Regions from separate parts of the Mus musculus genome. Here region 2 is linked to region 1. The links are chromatin contacts, called in public HiChIP or PLAC-seq maps. All regions are on one chromosome and are shown on one strand. Each heading gives the region's core, a stretch centred on a gene start, on an enhancer-like site or on the middle of the called end of the contact. The rest is flanking DNA. Distances are from core to core; before and after follow the strand shown. Region 1 has its middle 82 kb from the start of Gm36899. Region 2 overlaps Ank (progressive ankylosis).

The links. HiChIP or PLAC-seq counts read pairs in DNA pulled down with a chosen protein or histone mark.
Region 2: a contact with region 1 is called in a FOXA1 HiChIP or PLAC-seq map of pancreatic cancer cells. The contact joins two enhancer-like sites. A contact is called at or near these places in 1 of 15 datasets of contacts at CTCF or cohesin (the NIH/3T3 cell line), 1 of 115 datasets of contacts at active chromatin or transcription factors (pancreatic cancer cells) and 1 of 9 other capture datasets (pancreatic islet).

The regions. Positions count from the first base shown.
Region 1 is chr15:27,378,361-27,384,274 of GRCm38.p6, reverse strand. No RefSeq gene overlaps it. Among named protein-coding and RNA genes, the nearest start is that of Gm36899, 82 kb to the left of the region's middle. Within about 2 kb of position 2,539, at least 42 of the 459 cell types and tissues checked have an H3K27ac peak or open chromatin away from gene starts, as enhancers often do. A contact at or near this core is called in pancreatic cancer cells, where this site is marked.
Region 2 is chr15:27,574,608-27,579,976 of GRCm38.p6, reverse strand. All of the region lies in intron 8 of Ank (progressive ankylosis), which reads right to left. Among named protein-coding and RNA genes, the nearest start is that of Mir7117, 5.8 kb to the right of the region's middle. Within about 2 kb of position 3,681, at least 47 of the 459 cell types and tissues checked have an H3K27ac peak or open chromatin away from gene starts, as enhancers often do. A contact at or near this core is called in pancreatic cancer cells, where this site is marked.

The DNA of each region.
Region 1 (5,914 bases), core at 1,290-3,789:
AATAGGGACGGGGTTTCGTTTTCTCTCTCTTTTGCTTCTTACACTCTTGCTCCTGAAGATGTAAGCAATAAAGTTTTGCCGCAGAAGATTTTGGTTTGCTGTGTTCTTCCTGGCCGGGCGTGAGAACGCGTCTAATAACAATAGGTCCTATGCATCAGTGAAGAGGTGTCATTTGTCTTTGTCTTTCTGGGTGGCTTATTTCACACAACAGGATGGTTTCCAGTTGCATGCATGTTTCTGAAAGTGCTATGATTTCATCTCTTTCATGAGTGAAAAAATTTCCTTTGAACATATGTGCCACATTTTCTTTATTCATGCCTCTGTTGATGAACGCTGGGCTATTCCCATATGCTGGCTCGTTTGAAGAGTAATACAAGGCACATGGATGTGCAAGTATGCATGTGTGTGCTGACTTAAGAGTCTTTAGGGCATATACCTGAGTGTTATATCTGGATCATGTAACAGTTCTGTCCTTAGTGTTATTTCATATATTCATTAACCTTGATCTGTGAAGAAATACAGTATCCATGGGTGTTGGTACTACCTGCCACTCCAGGCATCACTGTGGGTTTAGAGCATATGCAAGTTACTGCAACAAAGGGCATCCATGAGCAGCGGCTTCACACAGATGTAAGTCACAGTGCTTAGTCTGCAGCACTGGAGGCCAGGCTGGAGTTGAAGATCATGCCTTTCCTACTTTGCTACTGACCTCAATACATAGATGCAATAGAGAATGCATTGAGATGCAAATCATAGGACTTGTCTCTTAGGTCATATGATCTCTCTGACTCACAGTACATTTGCTTGGGAGAGAACTTGGGACAGGTCCTAGCTGAATCCCAGGATGCTGGTGGAAACTGGACATATAGGAAATCACTTTGAAAATACTTTTCACAGTGTAAATCAGAGTCACTTTAAATACACGTGTGCCTTTTAGGAAAGATTCTCTCTGCCTTTTAAATGTTTCTTCTTGCTTTTAGAAGTAGAAATGGGGTGGAGGGTATCTTTCCGTCATTCATCCCTGGGTGTTCTTTTATACTTCAAAGACATTGTGGGATTCCTGTTCCTCCCTCCCTTTCTCCCCCTCCCTCTCTCTTTCCCTCCCTCCCCCTCCCCTCTCCTTTATTCATCCATCTACTTCTCCTTCTCTCTTAAGATGTGAGTGGTTTAGTTGGACACACACTTCTTGTCATGTCACCCCTTGTCCTTACCTGACGTTCACAACAGTGGGCTGCCTAGTCTTAAACTTGAAGCAAGGACTCTGAGGTGAGTAAACCTTTTATTTTCATGAGTCAATTTCCTGAGCTATTTTGTAGTAACACAAAGTTGATATTAAAATGTGATTGACCATTCAGGGTAGACTGTGTTCGGAGGAATCACCAACTAAGGCCCTGTCCTGTAAGGCAGACTAGAAGGAAGGCCAGAGCCTCACAACGACACACAAGCTCCATCCAAACTCTGGAGAGTTGCCCCTTTGTGTGGCTGCTCACCTGAGAGTAAAACACATCTGCCATTTCAGACTTCTTGGTTACTCAGGTGGGTTAGTCATGACTCAGAGAAACTTAAATTCTATTTCCTGTTCTGTTGCTACAATTATTTTGAGATTTCAATGAAGATTTTCCCTTGGAGAGACATAAAGGATGGGTTGATGTCTCCATTTTTTTTTTTCAAGCTGGAGTTTCAAGCTTAATATGAATCCATTCATTTCTGTCCAATGTCACCTAAGAACCAGGTGGGTCTTTGGGATGGTCCTTCTTAGTCTCTGGAAATGTAAGTGAATCTCTAATGCCTTTCTAGGTGTTAGTGTGGACTCATCAGTTGGCATCCTGAGAACTCTGAGAGCTTTGATGGTGGTTAGGAGCATTTTTGGTTTTGTTTTGTTTTTGTTTTTCAAGACAGGGTTTCTCTGTGCAGCCCTGGCTGTCCTGGAACTCACTTTGTAGAACAGGCTGGCCTCGAACTCAGAAATCCACCTGCATCTGCCTCCTGAGTGCTGGGATTAAAGGCGTTGTACCACCACACCCGGCAGTTAGGAGCATCTTAAGAATGACATTTTACAGTTGTCTCTTTATTTGTTTATTTCTCCAACTAATCCATCAAAGTTGTCAAAGGGGATGCTGTATGCCATGGTTCTCTCTCATCTGCACATGGAATTTTGAATATAGGTTCTATGGGTCATGACCCCTTTGGGGGATCAAATGACCCTTCCACAGGAGTCACCTAAGATCATTGGAAAACACAGATATTTCTATTATGATCATGACAGCAGCAAAATGACAGTTATGAAGTAGCCACAAAAGTGATTCTATGGTTGGGGTCAGCACAACATGGGGAACTTTAAGGGTCAGTGTGAGGAAGGTTGAGAAACACCACTCTATAGACTCTGGGGTAAAATTCTGGTGATCTCTAGTTAAAAACTTAAGTCTCCCAGACTGTGTGCCTCCCTTTAATCACAATGCCACACTCTGGGTTGTGGTGAGGATTCAATCAGCCAACATCTGGAATGTGTTTAGCCAGTGACTCGTACATAGAAAGAAGCCATTCAGTATGGAAGATTACTCATCATCTCTGGCATCAACAGTAATACAGCACCAAGCGAGAAGGCTGCATATGGGATACCAGTGTCTTTCTACTGCAGTGTGGTAAGGCAGAGAGTGGAAAGACAGCCCCATTAATAGTCCTTTCATCCTTATCAAATATTGATTTTTGGGAACTATGAACAGAGGCAAGGTTTTGAGGTATGGATAAAACGCCATCCATGGTTAATAGTCTTTCACTCTGTACCCATTGTCTGATTTTCAACTAAACTGAGTCAACAGTTTCAGTGAAAGACATTGAGATGAATGCAAACAGCCACCTGGGGAGCTGTACTAGATAGTCAACAGCTGGAGTGAGTGGTCAGGAGGATTCTGGTTGTACCTTCCAGAGGATTACAGAAAATAGTGAGCCTGGGGGGAGGGTCTTGACAAGAAAGAAACTGTGTCAGAAACCTCATTGCTATGTTTTCCTGGGCAACTTGCTGACTGTTGGTAGCTTCAGATGGAACACTGAACACCGGATATCAGTGTTCCATGACACCTGACTGTATAGGGAGTTTTCCTATCTGTCCCTTTAAAGGGGGAAATGCCCATCTGATGAAAAAGAGCGTCAGTGGGTTTCTGTTCTGGATGCAATTTTCTAACTATTTCCTTAGTAAATAAGACAGATGTTTGTTTACTTTGTATCTTCACCTACAAATTCAGTTTCGGGGCAGCTGTTCGTAGTATATGTAACTACAGCCAAGCCAGCATGCAGAAACCTCTCCAGTGTGTTCAGTCTCCTCTAAGAAATGTCTGAGACCCTAAAAGCCTTTCTTTTATGCTGAACCAATCTTCTGGAAAGTTCTTGGTGTGGGCTGGCCTGCCTAGATTGTCCTGTAACTTGCCTCCGAGCACATTTCTTCCTTTTTTTTTTTTTTTTTTTCTAGCTCAGCTTAGAGTTAAGTATTTTGGGCTTCACTAATTTTTACACTTGAGTGGCCATTTAATGTGGCAGCAAGAACGACTCATTGTGCTTATGACAAAGCAGAAAAACTGTCTAGAAAAATATCTACTGGTCATTTAACCATGAGCCATGATTAAGACTTACCCAAGTGGAACAAAGGCCAGTGACTCTTAAGAGGTGCACAGGAGGAAAAGCACTCAGCATTTCCTAGCAGTAACGAATGCGTACAATACCCTCCTCCCTTTTTCACTTTTTTCTTGCTGTGCTGGGACCAGATTCAGGGCCTCTGTGGGTGTTAGATGGGTACTCTACTTCTAAGCTACATGTCCAACCTACCTGACTTATCTTTTAATTTTCTTTTTCTTCTATAGTCCCTCTTTCTCCACTTCCTTCCTTTCCCTCTTCCTCTCCTTCTTCCTCTCCCCCTCTGCCTCCCTTTCCCTCTGCCCCTTCCCCTCCCCCTCCCCTCCTCCGTCTTTCTCTCTTTCTCCCTTCCCTTCCCTTCCCTTCTCTTCCCTTCCCTTCCCTTCTCTTCTCTTCTCTCTCTCTCTCTCTCTCTCTCTCTCTCTCTCTCTCTCTCTCTCTCTCCTTCCTTCCTTCTTTCTTTCTTTCTTTCTTTCTTTCTTTCTTTCTTTCTTTCTTTCTCTCTTTCTTTCTTCCGAGACTGGTCCTACAATGTGTTGATATTCTGTCTAAACTCCACACCCATAGTTACTGGCAACAGCCAGGTAGGCTTGGCCTACTATAAAAGGAGCTGCTTGGCCCCTTCTTTCTCTCTTACTCTCTTGTCTTTCTTACTCTTGCTTCCCACTTGCCCCCTTTCTCCCCTATTCCCCTCCCCCTCTCTCCACATGCTCATGGCTGGCCTCTACTTCTCTACTCCCCCCCTTTCTCTACCTCTTAACTACCCCCCAATGCCCTAAATAAACTCTATTCTCTACTATACCGGTATGTGTCTGGTCCCTCATGGGAAAGAGATGCCTTGACATGGGCCCACTGAGGCACCCCTTCTCCCAAAGCCCACCAGAAGATATTCTTATAGCTCTTTCTCTTTTTATGATCACAAACCATGTAGCCCAGGCTGGCCTAAAACTCACAATCTTCTACCTCGTCCTCCTGAATGCTCAGACTCCAGACAAGCATGCCACCACATACCCAGCTTCTTTATAGGTTTCCTAACTTGTAGTTTTTACTTTTAATATAGATAAGGTGGAGATCTCTGATAGCCGCTAGCCTTTCATTACGATTTGGAATTTAGAAAGATAACAGTAGGTATTCCTCTCATTGAACATTTTGTTCAGCTTCCAAGGGAAAATTAACTTCTCGCAGAGAGCAGTGTGGCTTGAAGGTACAAGGAAGTGAAGTGTACCTGCTGTAATATCCTGAAACAGGTACCTTCATGCCCTCTGTCTCCCCAGGCCCTCTGCATGAACGAAAAGAACACATTTCATAGAGGATGTCCTCCCCTGTGCTCAGAGACCAGGCACCCAGAGTTACAAAGGGCATTTCCTTCATTTTCTTTGTAAAAATACAAACCTATCATATAGAATCAAATGTACCTTTGATCTTAGACATTTTCCTGGGTTATCTTTCACTTCTCAGAATCCACGATCACTCAGTAGTCTGGAAACAGTGACGTCAGCTTGATTGAAAAATAACCTACTGAGTTTGTTAGTGTGCTCTTATTCAGCCAGCAATGCCTGGGAATGAGGTCCGTGCATGTTTACTCTGGTTCAGTTCCATTAGGCAATAATAAAAAATAATAACAGCTAAGGCAAACTGAAAGCCTGAATCTATTTGACGGTAGGAATAATAGTGCCCTTGACTCAGAGGTTTTTCTTTCTGATGTTGCAGTCTCCAGAGACCTGTATGATCCCTAAGTACTCAGAGAGGCAGTGACTAATAGATTGCCTGTCTTTAAGTCCCCAGCCTGACAGCTCCTTACATCTGTCAAGTTAAATATAGTGTGGTTGCTTCACCTTGCTCACCAACATGACATTTATCAAGTCTCATAGAGGTGTAGCTTGGAGAGATGACAAGATCCCTTTTAGTTAACACTGTCCCAGAGTTGACTAAGAATGATGAAATCTAACTGGAGGCTTGTTGTTGTTTATCACTTGGGCCTGTGGTCACCAACACACACCCACACTATCTGGGAAATGTATACTTAAAGAAAGAAGGTTTTGCCGGGCGTGGTGGCGCACGCCTTTAATCCCAGTACTCGGGAGGCAGAGGCAGGCAGATTACTGAGTTTGAGGCCAGCCTGGTCTACAAAGTGAGTTCCAGGACAGCCAGAGCTACACAGAGAAAAAAAATGGCTTTGCCTTAAATGACTTGTGCTTTGAAATGGTGCGATCCCATCAACTAACCTACCTTCATTTTTTTTTAAACCTAGAATTGTTCCTGTCTAAAAGAAAGAAAAGGATGAAAA
Region 2 (5,369 bases), core at 2,432-4,931, 190 kb before region 1:
CCTATGTACACGTTTTCTTGTGCCTAGATACCTAACATAGTACAATTTATAAATATAAACAGCAGGCAATTAACAACTAATAAACTAGTTAGAGTCTATTGCAGCAATGCACTATAAAAATTATGTCACGGTGGTCTCTTTCAAAAATGTCTCAGTGAACTGTGCTCACCGTTCGTGTGATGATGTGGGATAATAACGTGCTAAGGTGAAGGGAGGTAAGTGACCGAGGCCTTGAGGCACCGTGCTACGATAACTCAGGAATATGGTATGTACAAAATCACTGCCATATGATATAGCACTGGCCTTCAACCGCACACACGAGACAGCCACTACTAAAGGACCACCTAGCATGCTCACGTGCTGCTATGATCAAATACCAGAGAGATACAACTCGAGGAAGGAAACATTCATTTTGGTCACAGCTCTAGAGGATCGGGTCTATCATGGCTGGGGAGGTGTGCAGGAAGAGCAACTCCCATCACAGTGGCCGCGGAGCAGAGAGGGACTCCTACGTTCCAGAGATTTCTCTCATTCTATCTGCGGCCCCAGCCCACGTCACGGTGATGCTTAAACTCAGGACAGGTCTGGTCTTTCTCCCTCCCTTTCTCTCTAGAGAAACATACTCCCAGACACACCCAGAGGTGTGCTTTAATAACCACCCAGGTGTTTCTCAAGCCACCGAAGCTGACAAGATTAACCCCGACAGTGACTAACACGCCTGTAGTGCATGCAGGGTGGTAACACTGGACAAAGGGTAGATTCATGTACTGGGCAGGAATAAACAAGATGGCACGGGATTTCACTCTGCTATTCAGAACTGTACTTATAAACTTTCTGGAACTTTCCATATCGTGCTTTTGCTCTGTGGTTGACCACAGGTAACTGAAACCACAGAAGGAGAATCTGCGGCTAAGGAGGGCTACTGTACTTTATTTTTTCTCTAAAGTACCTGTTAGTGCCTGTAGTTAGAGGTATAAGGACCACCCAGAGATAATACACACCCCTTAATCCCCTCAACTAGTAAATATACTTTCTCTGGTAACAGGTGTGATTAAATGAAGGCCTGTGAAGCAAGACTATCTGGGTGGATCCAGAATGCTTCAGGTTCTAGCTGAGGGCCAATGCACTCCACAGCTGTCAGTTAAGATCCCTCTCCACACAGAAGGGCAGGCCTCTGGCAGCTCTCAGGGACTGGCAAGCAGGTTTTCTTGTCATTTGCCACATAGGCTGTTTCCCAATACTGTCATTCTCTGGGGGCTCAGAAGAGACGACACAATCCCTAAGAACGATTTGGTGGTGCTGTTCAGACCTCTTACTTGAGTCTGAAAAAGTGGCCCATCTGATCCAGAGCTCTGAGAACAGCACCCATGGAACAAAGCCCAGGGCACCTCCCTCTCCAGCCTGGGTTCTAAGGGCAGCTGCACGGGGTCATGCTGAGGCCCTGGCTGTTCAAGCCAGACACCCCGTCTGCTGACCCAAGACGGTGCTGAGTACTTCACATTGTCCCTGACCAAGAGATCTCTCACCGCAGCAAAGGTTCCCCGTGGCATCTTAGCCTTTGGACCAGATGCCCAGGGTCTTTATTGAGCTGGCTTTAACCTAAGCAGCCGAGGATGAGCTGAGTTTCTGATCCGATCTGTTTCTACCTCCGCCATGCTAGGATTATAGGCATAGGTCACCACTCCCAGTTTGTGTAGTGCAGGGGTGTGGCTCTGTGTCGCTAGGGAAGCCGCTCACCAAGTAACCATATCCCCAGCCCTGCATTTCCTGGTTTCTATGTAGACAGGCTGGCTTCAGGCTCACGAGGAGATCTGTCATTTCTGCACCACCATGCCCAACAAGTTAATATGAGAGAGAGACAGACAGACAGACAGATACTGACTTTCAGTTTCGCTGGGTCCTCACCTGCTCTGAGCAAGGAAATCAATCTGTTTCAGGCTTCCAAGGGGAGGGGCAAAGCTCTTACCAGAGCAGCGGCCAGGCACAGCATCCTGTGGTCTCTCTGACAGTTCTCGGGGTTTCAGTGGGGTTGGTCCCAGTCCCTTCTTCCTAATACTGTTCTCTTATCTGCTTCCCGGGATGGGTTTGGGGTTTGTATTTAAATTGTTCTAATAACATATTTTTTTTTCCTCGTAGCCACAGAACATCTTCAAACATGCTTCCTGGAAGTATATTAATTATCTTTCCGCTTCCTCACTCTCGGACAAGCCAAAGGGTTCCTGGTCTAGCTACTTTTCTCTAGGATTATTCTGGTCTTCAGTATTAAGTTGAGGATACCTGTGCAGTCTTGGTAGGCAGTGCCATGCCGTGGTGGGTGATGTGCTGAAACATAACCTCCACTGGGAGACTTTAAGTGGGTGGATGTATAATTTGAACAGTGTTTCAGGTGGGGCTTCAAGGAAGTTATTGGTTAGAGTGGACCCTGGTTGGGGAAAGACCAAACCCAAGCATAAACATACCTCCTGTCTCCTGCTATTTGAGGACCTTGACCACAGAATTCTGAGCCAAAATAAGTCTCTTTTCATTAAAACGTACCAAATTTATGGGCCATGTTATTAGCAATTGGACATATTCTAATACATTTTGTAAGTTTCAAGACAGGAGGCAGGATTTTGCAAGGACCCAGTGGAAGTATACTAAAAGAATAAAAACTAAGCAGTTACCTAAATCTAATCTTGGGGACTGTTGCTCTCAGATTTACACAAACCATCAGCCATGACACAATGAAGCTCCCAAGGGCAGGCCGAGTGCCTCCTGCAGGCTGAGTGCAGCCCCTGTAGAGGAAGGTGCAGAGCTGCCTGCAGTCTGAGTACTTCCTAACTAAGTGCCAAAGATGTCATATGTAACTAAAGAGATGGAAGCTGGAGAGTGGAAGTCTGATGAGTCAACCTTGTGGCCTCAGGTGACCACAAAAAGATTGCTTTCTTGGAGGAACATCAGTAGATTAAATTGCCAGGGTTACAGTGACCAAAGATTTACATCTGGATGTTTTAGAGCAATAGGAAGGGACAGTGGCCCAGGTGTAAGGATACAATTAGGATGGGTGAGGCCAGGCCTCTACAGCAGGAGAACTCATGATAGCCCCAAAGGCTTCTGAGTCTGCATCCACATGTTCCCTTTTATAAGAACACCAGCCACACTGGATTTGGGGCCAAGCTTGCCCATAGAACCTGAACCCCATTTCCAAATAAGGTTGCCTTCTGGGACGGGGGTCAACATTGCAGCATATGAACAGATGCACGTCGTCAACCCATGACAAATAGAGGAGAAAATCCCAGGCATGTTCATGGTCTCCCTCCTTTTTATTAACTGAGAGAGTTAACAGATAAACTACAGCTCAGGCAAGTAACCTAACTGATACCAGTTCCTGCTTCAGGCCCTCGTCTTCACCACGGCTCCGGCAGGTCAGAGTGACATCGATTTTAACTTCGTTTTGTGTACACGTGTGTGCGCATGTGTGTGCAGCCAGGAGTGTATGTGCAGACACGGGAGCCACTGGTTAACAGACACTGTCTCTCATCACTCTTCACCTTGGCTTTGTCCTCTCTGAACCCAGAGCTGGCCCATTTGGCTGGACCCGCTAGGCAGTTAGCCCCAGAGAGGTGTCCCTGCCTGTCCTTCAGACCACTGTGAGCGCCTGTGCATGGCTTTCATGTGGGTGAGATCAATAACTTCTCTTTGAAGAACCAGACCCTAAATTCCAACAGGTCCTGAGCTCAGATGCCCTTGTATCTACTATGGCATTCCAACGGGTCTGCTTCTTCCTCTGTCGTAGGTGGCAGTGACATACTCAGCTCACACCTGCCTTCTTCCCCAAGCAGCTCTGACTAGTTGAAGCTGAGGGCTTGGTTCTCATGTGAACAATGGGATACAGTGTGGAGGCCTGGCAGTCCTCCAAACTTGGCATGACCCAAGTGCCTTTGCATTCCACACTTGCATTCTTAACATGGGTCAGCTCACCAAAACCCAACCTTAGCCAAAAAACATTATGTCTAATTTACTGGTTTCTAAACTATACATCTGCAGAAATTCATCTGACGTTCACAACCTGTACTGGAAAGGCTCACAGCATCCCAGGGAGTGGGGGAGAGCTTTCTGGTTTGGGGGCTCCTCACCCTGCTGTTTTATGCACACCTATACCTCTGTCATTCTGTCCGTCTTCCCGTGGCAACCTCCCGTCTCTGACAAATCGACCGTTCCTCCCTCTCACCATCTTACCCTCTCCACTGTCTCCTCCCCATGATCCTTGCTTTCTAAGTGTCTGACTTTCATGGGGTCTGGCATTCAGGGGGTGTTGGGATGGCTGCGTAGGTTGTCCACTGCCCAGAAGTGCCTTGCCAGCTCCACCTGCCAAGATCCATTTGGATCGTTGCCTCTCTCCACTGTGTACAAAGGGGCCAGAGAAGGCCCCCAAGTCAGCCAAGTCCCTGCTTTGCATAGATTCTTTTCCACTTCTCCTGGAGAAGAGGGGCCCTGTTCTTGGCACCAGCTCCCCAAAACTAAAGCAGTGGAGAATCTAAAAAGAGAAATGCCCAGTGCTCTTAAAGGGCCATTTGTGAGGTCAGATGGAGGCCAGTCTACTGTTAGCAGCCGAAGCTGTTAGAGATCCTCTGTTCACCCACGATTTGTTGAGTCAGGAAGAGTTCAAAGGAGAAGGGATCCCCAAACGAGATTTGAATTAATGAGAAGAATTCTGTAAATTTAGCAGCCATATCTACTGGCTTTTATGGAGCTGGCCTAGGTTGTGGAAACAGGTGCTCTGACATCTGTTTCTGTGACACCTGTGCCCCGGCAGTATGACTGGGAAGACATGTGCCACTCTGGTGAGTGATTTTTTTTTTTACTTCAGCCCCAAATCTAGAGCCCATCAGGAAGTATGACAAGCATTGTGGGCATGCGTGAGGGAGAGCTTCGTGGGCATGCATGTGGTAAAAGCTTTGCAGGTATGCATGTGGGAGAGCTTCATGGGCATGTGTGTGGGACAGTTTCGCGGGCATGCGTGTGGGAGAGCTTTGTGGGCATATATCAGTAAGGATTTTCAGCCCAGGTTAGCCAGTTCCTTCCCCAGCAAGAGAAGTCTCCCTCATTGCCTGCTCGAGACTATCCTCTCCTCATGCTCACAACATAGTCTATCGAGATGAACAGCCTTCTAGGACTCACTAGTTGTCACAGGACTTAATAGTCACAAATGTGAAAGCAACTGTGGGTTCTGACAAAGTGGCAACTACACACATGGCTACCTATTCTTTGTGTTTGGCTCCGTATCTGGACCACTAGTTTGCACTTTAACCCCTCCTGTATGGCTACTGTACAGCATCCTCACAAGCAAACATCCCCTTGATACAGTTCTTGTGAATTTTTGTCCTCTT